3 separate regions of the Mus musculus genome follow, and regions 2 and 3 are each linked to region 1. Evidence: chromatin contacts called from public HiChIP or PLAC-seq and promoter capture Hi-C data. All regions are on one chromosome and are shown on one strand. Each heading gives the region's core, a stretch centred on a gene start, on an enhancer-like site or on the middle of the called end of the contact. The rest is flanking DNA. Distances are from core to core; before and after follow the strand shown.

What was found. Promoter capture Hi-C pulls out the DNA fragments that hold promoters and counts their contacts. HiChIP or PLAC-seq counts read pairs in DNA pulled down with a chosen protein or histone mark.
Region 2: a contact with region 1 is called in a FOXA1 HiChIP or PLAC-seq map of pancreatic cancer cells. The contact joins the promoter of Rras here to the promoter of Tmem143 in region 1. A contact is called at or near these places in 1 of 39 promoter capture datasets (liver) and 2 of 115 datasets of contacts at active chromatin or transcription factors (astrocytes and pancreatic cancer cells).
Region 3: a contact with region 1 is called in a promoter capture Hi-C map of pre-B cells, with 2.9 times the contacts expected there. The contact joins the promoter of Flt3l here to the promoter of Tmem143 in region 1. A contact is called at or near these places in 2 of 39 promoter capture datasets (liver and pre-B cells).

The regions. Positions count from the first base shown.
Region 1 is chr7:45,894,840-45,899,034 of GRCm38.p6, reverse strand. Tmem143 (transmembrane protein 143) reads right to left here and starts at 1,966. Exons shown (of 8, transcript NM_144801.2): 1 at 1,934-1,966; 2 at 1,369-1,600. The coding sequence starts at 1,956. Syngr4 (synaptogyrin 4) reads left to right here and starts at 2,324. Exons shown (of 5, transcript NM_021482.2): 1 at 2,324-2,427; 2 at 3,144-3,344. The coding sequence starts at 3,252.
Region 2 is chr7:45,015,680-45,019,874 of GRCm38.p6, reverse strand. Rras (related RAS viral (r-ras) oncogene) reads right to left here and starts at 1,933. Exons shown (of 6, transcript NM_009101.3): 1 at 1,707-1,933. The coding sequence starts at 1,859. Scaf1 (SR-related CTD-associated factor 1) reads left to right here and starts at 3,626. Exons shown (of 11, transcript NM_001008422.1): 1 at 3,626-3,795.
Region 3 is chr7:45,134,508-45,138,702 of GRCm38.p6, reverse strand. Flt3l (FMS-like tyrosine kinase 3 ligand) reads left to right here and starts at 2,271. Exons shown (of 9, transcript NM_013520.3): 1 at 2,271-2,324; 2 at 2,619-2,685; 3 at 2,926-3,039; 4 at 3,528-3,581; 5 at 4,187-4,195. The coding sequence starts at 2,653.

The DNA.
Region 1 (4,195 bases), core at 717-3,216:
TCTTAAAAACTGATTTGGTCAATTATACAGACCCAGCATAGCACGGGGAAGAGAAGTCTACAGGATGCAGAGGCTTGGCACCTGCTCTGTGGCAGCCGCACATCCACAGAACATGTGCTCTGTGGCAGCCGCTCTTCCTTTGCAGAACATCATCCTCCAAAGAAGGGACGGGGTGGATGGAATTAAAACTTCAGTTTTTCAAAAGAGGAAACTGAGGTTCAGTGAAGCCATTTCTGAGGGTCATGATGGGCTCATCTGACTCCAGAGAGAATCTAATTTATCGCGTGTTTACATATATGTGTGTTTTGATTGCATGTATGTGCACCACATATGTGCCAGCAATGGTCAGAAGGCGGCACTGGCTGATCCCCTGGAACTAGAGCTATGGGTGGTTGTGAGTTATCATGTGGGTACTAGAAGCAGATCCTGGGTCCTCTGCAAGAGTAACAAATGCTTCTAACTGGTAAGCCATCTTCTCAGGCTGACTAGAGGAATTTTTTTAAATTATTTTTATTTATATCAGTACATTGTTGCTGACTTCAGACACACCAGAAGAAGGCATCGGATCCCATTACAGATGGTTGTGAGCCATCATGTGGTTGCTGAGAATTGAACTCAGGTCCTCTGGAAGAGCAGTCAGTGCTCTTAACCACTGAGCCATCTCTCCAGCCACTAGGGGGAGTTTTTGATGAGATTGTTTGTGCTTGTACGTATGCATGTGGGCATAAAATCTAGCACGGGACTTGGTAGACACAGCAGGTGTTCAGTAAATCACTATTATACTAATGATCATCTGACAGTGATGGAGGGCTGAGAGCTCAAGCTATGGAATAGATCAGGGGTGAAGTAAGGGGCGCACTCTAGAGTCAAGCAAGCATGGGCCACTCACTGTAGCTTTGGATGGGTCACTGCCTTTAAACCTGTAAAATGGGATAATGGTGGCCTCTCACAGGGTTGTTCTGATGGCTCTATACATTACAAACACTTAGCACGGTGCCACGGAATAAAGAGCTCAAGGTGTGATAATAATTATCATTATGGCTTTGCAGATACAAATTTATTATGTACTAGAAAGGAATTATGAGGATGATAGTTACATCTATTTCAAGGGAAAAACTTATGTCCCAGTGTGCCTGTTCAAGGCCCCAGAAGAAGCCCAAGTCCAGAGATCTTTAGGCATCTCATCTTGGAGTTCTTTCTAGCCCCTGCATTCCAACTTTCTCGAACCCACTAGGAACGCCAAAGGGACCAGAAACTACACTCCCAGGAGGGCGCTAGCGCAGACCTCAAAAGCAGGTATAGTGGTGCAGTCGCGAGGTCGGCTGGAAACTGTAGTCTCTAGGTCCTTAGACCACTGATGGGCGGTACCTGTATCAGGAGGCGGAGCAGCTGCTCCTTGGAGAATGGAATGAAGCGCTCGCGGTACTGCTGGGCCCAGTCGCAGGGCTCCTTGGGGTTCCACATCTTGCGGTACACCCCCATCCTGTTCTCCAGGGACGACAGAGCTCGGGGAGTCCCGAGGAGAGCAGGCACCAGGGACCATAGTCGGACCTTGGACCCCCAGGTCACATGCAACATGGCCTGCCCCCTTTCCCAGAGCCTAAACATAAGCAAATGAAGGGGGATGTCAAAGGTCAGTTGGAGGTAGTACCTCCACACACCCCTCCCTTCGGGGACAGTTCCTGGCCAGTCTCCCTCCCTCTAATCCCTTTCCGGTTCCTTCTACACTGCACATTTAGGTTGGCTCCGGAATAGGGTCAGAGGTCGTAGTTTGGAGTATCTTGCAGGCCCAGGGACCCTGAAGCGGTACAAATGGTCTCTGAGAAGCTTAAACAATGAGGTGGAGCTCAGGAGTGTTGAAAAACTAGGAAAAGTTAATAGCGGGTGCTGGGCCGTCCTTCCTGGGCCATGCAATCCCCCACCCTGCCCTCACCTTAACCAACGCGCGACTGTCATTGAGCCTTCTGCGCATGTGCAGTAAGAGGTCCTAGGCCCAGAGGATTGGCTTCAGCAAGCAGTAAGGCGCATGCGCACAGCCTGAGCCGCTTGAAACCATTTAATAGCCTTTATCTCAACTGCGCATGCCTCATCGCTAGTCCTTTTTTTTTTTTTTTTTTTTTTTTTTTTTTAAAGGTAATGCGCACGCGCTGAAGACGTGTGGTCCGCTATTTGGAGCTGGGTCGGGCCCTCGCGCGCGCCCGGCCAACGGCGACCCGCCCAACGTCCGCCGAGACCACGCCCTTTCCATAGTCAGTTCGGATAGGCGGAAAGGAAAGGGGCGGGACTTGGCTGCAGCCAATCATCTGTAGAGGACAGAAAAGGCGGGAAAAAGAGGAACCAAAAAGAGGCTAGAGGTGGCTCCCGGGACCAGGAGAGGAAGCCAGGCAGGCAGAAGAGGAACGCAGGTCCTCGGCCCTCGGAGAAGAGGTGGTTCTCTTCAGCCAGCGTCCCCTTGGGGTCTCAGCACTTCCGCCCCCAGGTCCTTAGAAGGGAAGCCCCTAGTCTAAGGAGGTTGCCATGACTCTCATACCGAGTGGCAGCTGGTTTCTGAGGCTTCAGTCTTAAGACAATATGTCATCCTGAAACAGAGCTGAAGCCTAAGCAAGCCTGGTGTTACGGAAAATGACCCAAGTTAGGGAACACCTCAAATATTGCTGGGCTCTACGTGGTCTTCTATACCTAGGGTAGCTGCATTCCCTCAAGGACCAGTCTACAGTCCCCCTATTGACCCCACTCTGAGGGCCCAGCAGACCTGCCACCCCTTATCACCCTCATCCTGTATTCCCAAAATCTAGGGCCCTCAGAACCCTCTGGCCCCTTATCAGCACCTGAAACCTCCAATAGCCCATCAGCCTACATTTCCAACTTCTGGAACCCCGAAGCAGCCTTCCAGCCGTGCTCCCATTTCCAGAACCTCCCACATACCCTATCATGTCTCATCTCCAGCACCTAAGACCACCCAGCAGTTTCTCACCCCATATTCCTGACAACTGAAAACGGGAGCAGCCAGCCCCTTCAGCCCACCCCCTCTGTTCCTAGGGCTCCTAACAGCCCCTCAGCCTATCCATCCCCACAAAGGAAGGGCCAGTACTCCCCACTCCCAGCACTTTTACTCTGACATTCCCATTCCTCTTTTCTTGCAGTAGCTGAGCCTTGAGGTGGGTCTGAGGCACACAGGAAGTGGTGCCCAGAAAGCAGCACCCAACACCCCTGCCCCTACCTCCCGGGACACCCAAAGAAGAGCAGCCACTATGCACCTCCCTGAAAGCCTCCACGACCTGGCAGACAATGAGACTGTGCGCTTTCTGAGGAGACCAAAGAGCATCTCAAGGATCTTCGGAGGGGTGAGACCCCAGGGGTCAGGACACAGGCGACATCCAGGAAGAGGGCAAGGGGTCAGTGTGGTCAGAGAGGGAGAGAAGCAGACAGGAGCCCAAAACTGAAGCCACCTTTTACTGAGTATCTGGTCACTAGCCACTGTCAGCATCAACCGAGTCATCACAAGAAAGAGCCCCTCAAACCTGGGGCTCCTCAAAGGGCCTCTCAAATCTGTCACACCAGCACATAAAAGACTGAGGTAGGAGGATTGACATAGGTTTGAGGCCAGCCTGGGTTACAGTGTAAGAAAATGGAAAAAGTGAAAAAGAACCCTTTCAAAGGCGAAGAAAAGTAAAGCCACCCCCCCAAAAAACCCCATAATTTTGATAAATGGCATCAGTGTTTGAAGACTGCTTGTCCAGTGGAGTAGCCACAAGCCACGGGTGCTACTCCAATTCCAACTCATCAAATGGGATTCAAATGGGCTGCTCTGCAATCATGGTGGCCATATTTCAGGGGCTTAGTTGCCAAAGGTGCCTTATGAGTCTCCAGTTGGACAGCATAGATTCAGGCCACTTCACCATGCCAGGAAGTTCCATGGGACAGCATCCATTAAGGTTAACACAAAAGGGGGGAAGCACCACTCGGTTCTAGGAGATGCTAGGACCCATCCATTTTCTATTTCTCAGGTAGGGGAGGGGTGAACAGGGACTAGATCTATTTTTTTAAAAAAGCATAGATCTGGGAGGACCACAAGCACCAGACTCAGGGAGCAGATGTGAGTCATCACTGTGCCAGGCGTGATGCCGATGCTTTCTGTGCATCACTACCATCTTCCCAAGGGATCTGGACACTGAGAGCAAAGTCCCCATTCAGC
Region 2 (4,195 bases), core at 684-3,183, 880 kb after region 1:
CTTTGCCGGTCCCATCTCTTTCCCTCTCCCCTCTCTGGGTTTCTGTCCACCCCCTTTCTCTCTGGATCTCTAACCTGCTCCTGGCGGTGCTGTTTCCACCTTTCCAGGTGTCAGGTTGTGGGTCCCTGTCACCGATGCCCGCCCCCGTTTTCCTCTCTTAGCCCCTCTGTCTTCTTCAGCCTTTGTCATCATTACACCAGCTGCATCACTTTGAACAAATCACTTTCTGTCTCCGAGGCTGTTTCGTCACTTGGAGAATCGAGGATGAAGACACTATACCATCTAACAGTTTTGATTGGCAAGGATTCCCTGCTCAACACTTAACACTTGACCTGGTACCGGTCAGCGACCAGCTTCTGAGAATTCTGGTTGAGCAAAGTAGCTGCCGATCTTGCTGTCTCTCTCTTCCCTTCCTCTCCCCCCCTCCCCCCATTCCTTCCCTCCTCTTGCTCCCTCCTCCATAAGCAGCCTCCAGTGTCTCCTCCCCTGGGAAGGTCTAGGTTCCAATCCTGCTTCAGAGAGGCAGCCCCACCCTTATCCCCGCCTCTCCCTTCCTGACTGTGTCCTGCTACTTCCAACCAGGCCTCTGGCCATCTCCAGGTTTGGCCCTTGGTGCTAGGGGCTCAAATTTGGACTCTTTCTTCCCACTGTAGGTTTCTCAACGGCATTGCCGGAGGCTCCTAGTCTGTGAATGTCCATCACCCAGGAACTTCTACAACAGCAAGTGGGCCCTCACTTTCCTAGTGTTGCCCTGATGTGGGGAGGCTCCCCGTGGGAACTGGGTGGAGGTTTCCGGGGCTGGGCTGGATTTTCTGAACTTGGCTGCTGAGGCTGAAGGTGGCTTCCTCTCTAGAGTGCTTGCTAAGGGCTGAGGCTAAAAGGGGTGCAAGGAATGGAGAGGATGAGGTTTGGTGTGTGTGGGGGGATGATTAGGACCCCAAAGTAAATAGATGCCCAAGGGTGAGAACAGCCTGGAGGGTTGGTTCCTGATGTAGGAGAGGTCTATTTATGGGACCTAGAACCTTCCAAGTAACAGGTCTCTGGAGGCTGTGAAAAACCTGAGTTCTATGCTTTTCTTTTTAAATCTGGAGATGACATGGGAGCTACTTAGAGTTTTCAGGGTTGAGGGTAAGGAGTTTGAGTGGGGAACTTAGGATGGAGAAATGGTTGGTTTTCCTTGGGGGTAGGATGGGGGGCTGCATTTAGCAGAATGGGGTATGCCAGATATTGGTGTTTTCCCAGGATGGTCATGTAGCAGGATCTTTCTGAAATCTCAGGTCTGAAGGGAAATCCTCTTCAAGCAGGGGTTACAGGGTGCCTGTTTTAGGACAGAGTGGTCCCAGCTGAGTCTTAGAATCAAAGTCTGGGCAATGATCAGGAGATTAGAGCCTCGGGGAGTGCTTGGGGTCTGAATGGAGCAACTGTTTGGAATTTAGGGTACTCCCAGTTGGTGAGCGGGGCTAGACAGACTAGGATGAGGGCTCTCAGGTACCTCTAGGAGGGTGATTTGTCCCAGGACATATTAGGAGAAAGCTTCCCCTCATGAAGGGGGTGGAGGCCCTGGGCATTTGGAGTCGCAATCAGAGGGTTAGAGATCCTCTTAGGAGGGTCTTAATGATGGTTCTGGGAGAAGCGAAAGTTTCAGGGAACCCAAAGGGCTCAAAGTCTCGATCTCGGGGAAACCCTCCCCGGTGAGGGCCCACTACCTGGATGAACTGGATGGTCAGCGCGCTCTTGCCCACGCCGCCGCCGCCTACGACCACCAGCTTGTGAGTCTCGCCGGGCGGGGGGTCCCTGGGTCCCGGCCCCCCGCCCCGGGGCCGCCCCCGCCCAGTCCCGGACGCCGCCCCGCTGCTCATGTCGCCACCGCTGCTGCTGCCGCCGCTACCGCCTAGGGGGAGTCAGGAGAGACCAAGGGGTGGGTTATGCTAATAATACTGCATAAACATGAGCTTTGGCCAGAGGACACGAGTCTCCGGATGCTTCTGGAGGAGGCGAGGCCAGAGTGAGGGAGGAGCTAGACTAATAAGGGTAGGGGAAACAAGGTTGCAAAAACGGGGAATTCCAAGAGGGGTGGGGATATGCTAATGACCCTGTGTCCACCCTAAGCACAGCCACGAGCTCTCCTCCTGCAGTCCGCCTTTGGGAGGAGCTATGCTAATAAACCCCATCTTTGGGCGAAAAAGTTTTCTTCGGGGCGGGGATATGCAAATTAAATGTTGCGGTAGTTATTATCTAAGGACCACTGTTTCTGGTAGGTGTGGCTTGGGGCTCCTTCTCAGGGCCGTATATAGGGAGATCTTAGGACAGCACAGGTCTCAAAATTAATCTCCGCCTCCTCCCTGGGATTGTCGCCAAGTTCTCTGCCCCAGCTTCGTTCTAGAGGCTGGCGTCTCGGCCTGTCTATGGACTTAGGCTTCCGGTTCCCGCTGTCCCAGCCAAACGGAAGATAGACTGGGAGGGGAGCTGGGGCCCTGGAGGGGGACAGCAGGGTAACTGGGCAGGACGGGCTGTGAGATCACCACATTCCTAATCCATGAGCCAGTTCATCCTAGTCGGGAAGTCCGGGTCTAGAAGGGCCGACAGCCAGGATTTCTGGGCTTTGGAAGGATGCGGTTGATAGCTCAGACACTGGTTCCTACGAGAGTATTGAGTTAGAGACTTAGATTTCTCCGGTCCGACTCCGGTCCAGGGGGTCGGGAGGGGCTCCTTACTACTACTGGGAAAGCTGGGAGTCTGGACTCATGGGGCCAAAGGATGGAGAGTCTGGGGACCCAGAATTCTGAGTTCGAGGGCATGAGTGCTCCGGGAGGGTTGTGGAAGAATTTAGCACTTACATTTATGTAAGATATGGTATTGACGTCCTGAAAGGGAAGAGGATTGAAATTCCAGAGTCCCAAGGAAGAGGGAAATGAGTCTTCACTCATCTGCTCTGAACCAGAAGACTCAGAGTTTGGATTTTCCTGTCCTGAGTAAAGGAGCTCTGGTTTGACTCCTGAGTTCTGAATTTAATGGAGATTATTTTAAGTTAAAGCCTATTCTGGACATCTTAGAATGAACTTATCTCAAAACAAACAAACGAAAAGAGGACTATAGATATAGTTTAGTGATAACATAGAACGTTTGTCTACCATGTATGAGCATTTAAATTCAATCTCTAGTTCCCCCCCCCCAATAAATAATTTTAGAAGCTGGGCATGATAACTGACGAGTCCCAGCACTGGGGAAACAGAAGCAGAAAGACAGCAGCAAGTTCCAAGCCCGTCTGAGATACATAAGACAGCGTCTCAAAAAAATCTTCTTAGGATTTATAGGAGAAAAAAATTAGAAGGGTTTCATATTCAGAAAGGACGACCATGGGCGGGGTAGCGTCCATCTTAATTGAACTACAATTCCCATGGATCTCAACAACGGAGCGCCTTTTTTACATCACTTCCTGATCCGCCGCCTTTTTCCCCGCGCACGCAGGACACTGAGGGGGGTCGTACCGCGCGCTCCAGCAGCCCCGCCCACTTCACCTCTCACCCCGTACACTGTCCCCCGCGTGACGGAGTCTTCACACGGACTACATCTCCCGGCATCCAGCGCGCGCACTCCACCTCCATGTGACGCATTGATTTCTGGGAAACGGAGTCGCCTCCGGTGCTGCCGGCCTTTCGGAAACCCAGCTGGGTACTTGAAATCCCGGCAAGCGCCGCGGCAATTTGGTTCCGCCCTTCCCCAGCTCAAATCGCGAGCCCCGCCCCATTCCGCCCCGCCCCGCGCCGGGACCGGAGCCGCAGCCCGAGCGGCGGGGTAAGATGGCGGCGGCGGTCCGGGCCGCGGGGCTCGGGCCTATCGGGGTGGGCGGGGCGGAGTCGGGTCGCTAGTCGTCTCCGAGTGTCGCCCGTATGCCACGGGGCCTGGAGAGCGTAGCGTGGCACCTTCGGACCCGGCTGCAGCGGCCAAGGCAGTCTCTGAGTAGGGGGCCTTCTTAGGGCCCCGGACGCGCCCGTGGGTGCCAGAGGGCTTTCGTATGGCCTGGACCGCGACTAGGCCGGCCCTCCTTCCCATTGCTGAGCCTGGACACGTCTGCAGGCGCCGTAGATGGTTTTTATGTGCGACCGTAGGCTAGGGTCTGTTGAGAGGCTTTTGGGGCCATCTTGAGATCTTCACTCCCCCAGGAGTTAAGGGGGTCTGCAGAGTCACCTAGTTC
Region 3 (4,195 bases), core at 1,022-3,521, 760 kb after region 1:
CAAAGCAAACAAACTTGCCAGAGTTTCCAGCAGACATAGGGCTCTGCAGAAAAGACTTAGGTGGACCATGGAAGAAACAGAACTACACAGGCAGTAGAGTCCTGCTTAGATTGCCACAGAGTCTGGGTCATGGCTCAACAGCAGAGTGTCTGCCTAGCATGTGGGACGTGCTAGGTTCAATCCCCAGAACTGCACAAAAAGAAGATACCTTCTTTTTGTCCTTTTACTGACTCATCTCCCAGTTTAGGGCAGAAAAACCTTCAGCTTAAAGAGGACAAAGGGCTAGTTCTCATAGTGACAAAGCCAGCACTCGCATGAAACCTGCAGACTGGGATGTGACAGATTCCCTGAAGTGCTATAAAAAGCAGCTCAATGAACTAACCATGGCCTGTGCACCCCCACACTCTGCAGCAGCAGTGGGGGTGCAGAGCCCAGAGGAGCATAGATGGGCTGAGGATTGACTGTTTTGGAAGACAAAGTGTGATGTGATCCAGACTGGCTTCAGTCTCGTAATGAAGGATGATCCTGCCTGGATTACAGGTGTGCTCCACCTAGTCTGGTCTGCCTGGAGATGCGATCCAGGGTTTCACACATGCTAGCCAAGCACGGGGGTATTTGCAGCCCCAGGATCTTGAGATGGGATCTCCATACATTATCTAAGTTGACCCTAAATCCAAGAACAAGCAATCCACCCGCGACTCAGAGAAGATCCAGCTGCCTCTTCTAAGTATTGGGAGTAAAGGTTTCATCACCACATCTTGCCTGTTATATGACACAGGGTCTTATATGTAGCCAAGGCTAACCTTGAACTCCTGGTCCACCTGCCTCCAATGCACCATACTCTTCATTCTTGGTCTTTCAAGCACAACCAGGTCCTTTCTGAATTGCCTCTGTGTGGACTCAGGTGGAGTCCAGGTGCCAGCCCCGATAAACAAAGGCACTCCCCATACTTGGAAAATCCCAAGGATTTATCTCCTAGGAACCAAAACCAAAGCCCAGACACATCCTGTGCTACACCACAGCAATGAGATGGGAAGAGGTCGGACTCTTGTGTAGCTGCTGCTTAGGCGAGTCATAGTTCTGGGTGCAAGGGCTTTGCAGGGTGGAAACAGCCACGGAAGAATAGAAGACAATGGGGAAGATAAGGAAACCACATCGTGTGTTAAATGGTGATAAGGGCAAAGCAGGGTGAGTCTGGTGCTGCGAGGGGAGCTTCTTGGGGAAGGGTGTCATGAGGCCTCTGCCTATGTGTTTAAGCAAGGGCTTGGGCAAGATGGGGACAACACAAGGATCTGGAGGGAAGGTATTCCATGATTGGAAACAGCTAGTGCAAAGGCCCCTGGCCAAGAGAATGCCCACCTGAGACGCACGCGCATGGCTAGTGTTGGGAAGGAACACTGATAGCATGAGGTTAGCAGGGAGGGGTTAGGAGAGCACAGAGTCAAACACTGCAGCTCTATGTGGAGGGGTGAGGTGGGCGGCACCATCGATTGAGTCGGGGACCTCAAGCTTGCTAGTTCTCTGCCACTGACTCTCTGGTGGATTCTAGGCAGCTGCTCTCCAACTGAGCTGTGCACCTGCCCGTCTTTGTAGTATTTATTTATGTATTTATGTACGTATGTATGTATGTATTTATTTATTTATTTATAGACAGTTTCTCTGTATAGCCCTGACTGTCCTGGAACCAGTCTGTAGACCAGGCTGGCCTTGAACTCAGAAATCTGCCTGCCTCTGCCTCCCGGGTGCTGGGATTAAAGGTGTGCGCCACCACGCCCAGCCATCTTTGTAGTTTTTGAGACAGGGTCTTAGTAAATTGCTCAGGCCAGTCTTGAAACAAGGCCAGCCTCCAACCCTCATTCCTCCTGCCTCGGGCTCCTTGGAAACTGGAGTGACAGGTCTGTATTACCAGTCCTTGCTAAGAAGGCTGGACTTTTATCCCAAATGAATCAGGAACCTAGAGGCTGGAGGTTCACAAGTTCTGTGCCCCAGGAAGCAGATGATGGCTAGGAAGTAGGGAAATCAGAAAGGAAGCCACTATGACATTCCTTATGGTGGAGGCAAAGTCTATTTAATGGCAGCTGAAGTGACTGACACTGTTCGGATTCTACATACACTTCGAAGCTGGAAAGCCTTGTCGCATCCCTTCGCTATCCTTTCAGGGCCCAAGCTGAGGTCTGCGGCCGCGCCACTTGTTACCACTAGGTGGCGTGTCCCGCCCGGGCTCGAACTCACCCCTGGCACTGTCTACCCCAAAGCTTCCTTTCACTTTCGGTCTTTGGCTGTCATCCAGCTTTGGCTTTCCACACCCAGCTGGGGCAAGCCTGGTGCGTGGGGTGAATGGCTTTCCAAGTCCCCGAGGGGCGGTCCCAAGGTCCCCACTCCCGGGCAGAGGGAGCAGGGTGCGAGACCTGGGGAGGATTCTGGGGACGTCGGTCGGGGTTCTTAGAAGAGGAGATGACTTTTCACAGTCACTGAGGCTCGTGCAGGAAGCCTGGGGGAGCAGGAGGCGGAAACGCACCCACATCAAGGGCGGCAGGGCGGGGCGGCGGGGTACAGGGGTGGGTGGGGAAGGGGCTGCAGGGTATGAGCCCGAGACCTGCCCTCCTGTCACTTCCAAGAACCTGTCACAGGCATGAGGGGTCCCCGGCAGAGATGACAGTGCTGGCGCCAGCCTGGAGCCCAAATGTGCGTATACCTGAGGGGTGATGGAGCCGGGCGGAGAAGGGAAATGGGCAGGGGATGGAGGCATGAGGAGACAGACACAGAACAGGATTGGAAGAAAAAAAAGAGGATGGCCACAGGTTTGTCACAGGAGCCAAGGTGCAGGACAGGCAGAGACAGGGAAGATGACACCCAGTTAATGAGGGAAGCAGGATCCAGGGAGCCCCTGCATGGAAGTCAGTTGCTGACACCACCTCCCTGTAGTCCTCCCTGTTGCTGCTGTTGCTGCTGCTGAGTCCTTGCCTGCGGGGGACACCTGACTGTTACTTCAGCCACAGTCCCATCTCCTCCAACTTCAAAGTGAAGTTTAGAGAGTTGGTGAGCCAGTTCCCATACTGTGCTGGGTCCTTATCTCCGCATCTCTGTCTCACAACATGTCTTTATCTCTGTGAGGTCTCTGTCCCTCTCTCTTTGGATCTCCGCCCCCTGCCCCCTTCTCTGGGTCTCTTACTATCTTTCTCTGTCTCAGTCTCTCTTTCTGAGTCCCTGTTCTCTGAGTCTCTGTCACTGTTTCTCTCTAGGACTTCTGGCCTTCACTCTGAGCACATGTTCCTCTCTGTCCCTCTCTCTGTCCCTCTCTCTGGATGCCTCTCTCTGTAGACCTCTGCTGCTCTGTGAGTCTCTTTGCTACTGTCTTGGTGTCTCTTCTCTCTCTCTCTCTCTCTCTCTCTCTCTCTCTCGTTCTCTTCTTCTTTATGTGAGTCCTGCCTCTTTTCTGTCCTTGTCCCCTTGTCTCAGGGTCAACTTCTCCGACTCTATAATTTGCTCTTGCTTTCAATCAGGCCTCACCTTGTTTTCTCCCATAGACTGACCACCTGCTTAAAGATTACCCAGTCACTGTGGCCGTCAATCTTCAGGACGTGAGTCACAGTCGGGAGGGCCCTGGGATGGAGGTGGGAACCAGACTCAAGATGTGCCACCAGTCAGGGACAAGACTAGTGGGCTACCTCCTGCACCCTCAGACCTGAAAATCTAGACCTTCTTTCCACCCACACCCACCCCATCCTAGCCCCAGATCAAGGCATCCTAGCTCATTCTCCCACCAAGCTGTCAAGACTGGCCTCTATGTTCCTTTCTCGCTTGGGTTTAGTAGGTCACTCCCTCTCAGGCATCTGGCCCCGCCCCTCCGTGGAGAGGGCGTGGTCTTCAGACTTGAAGCCCCACCACTTTTCTCCCTTGGTGTCTGGCCGGGTCTCATCTCAGGCATTTGATCCATACCCACCTCCATCTCACAAGTGACAGGCCCACCCTTCCTACCCTTTCTGGCCCCACCTCTTTCGGTCTCCTGGCCCCGCCCACTAATTTTAGCATCTGGTCACGCCCATTCTCCGCTGACACCTAGCCCCATCACTAAGCCATCCTGACCCGCTCTCCTTCCTTCTGCCTTCTGGCCCGGCCTAACCCATGTCAGTCATCTAGCCCCGCCCCTACTCTCTGAGCTCTGGCCTGGGTTCTTGGTCTGCAGGAGAAGCAC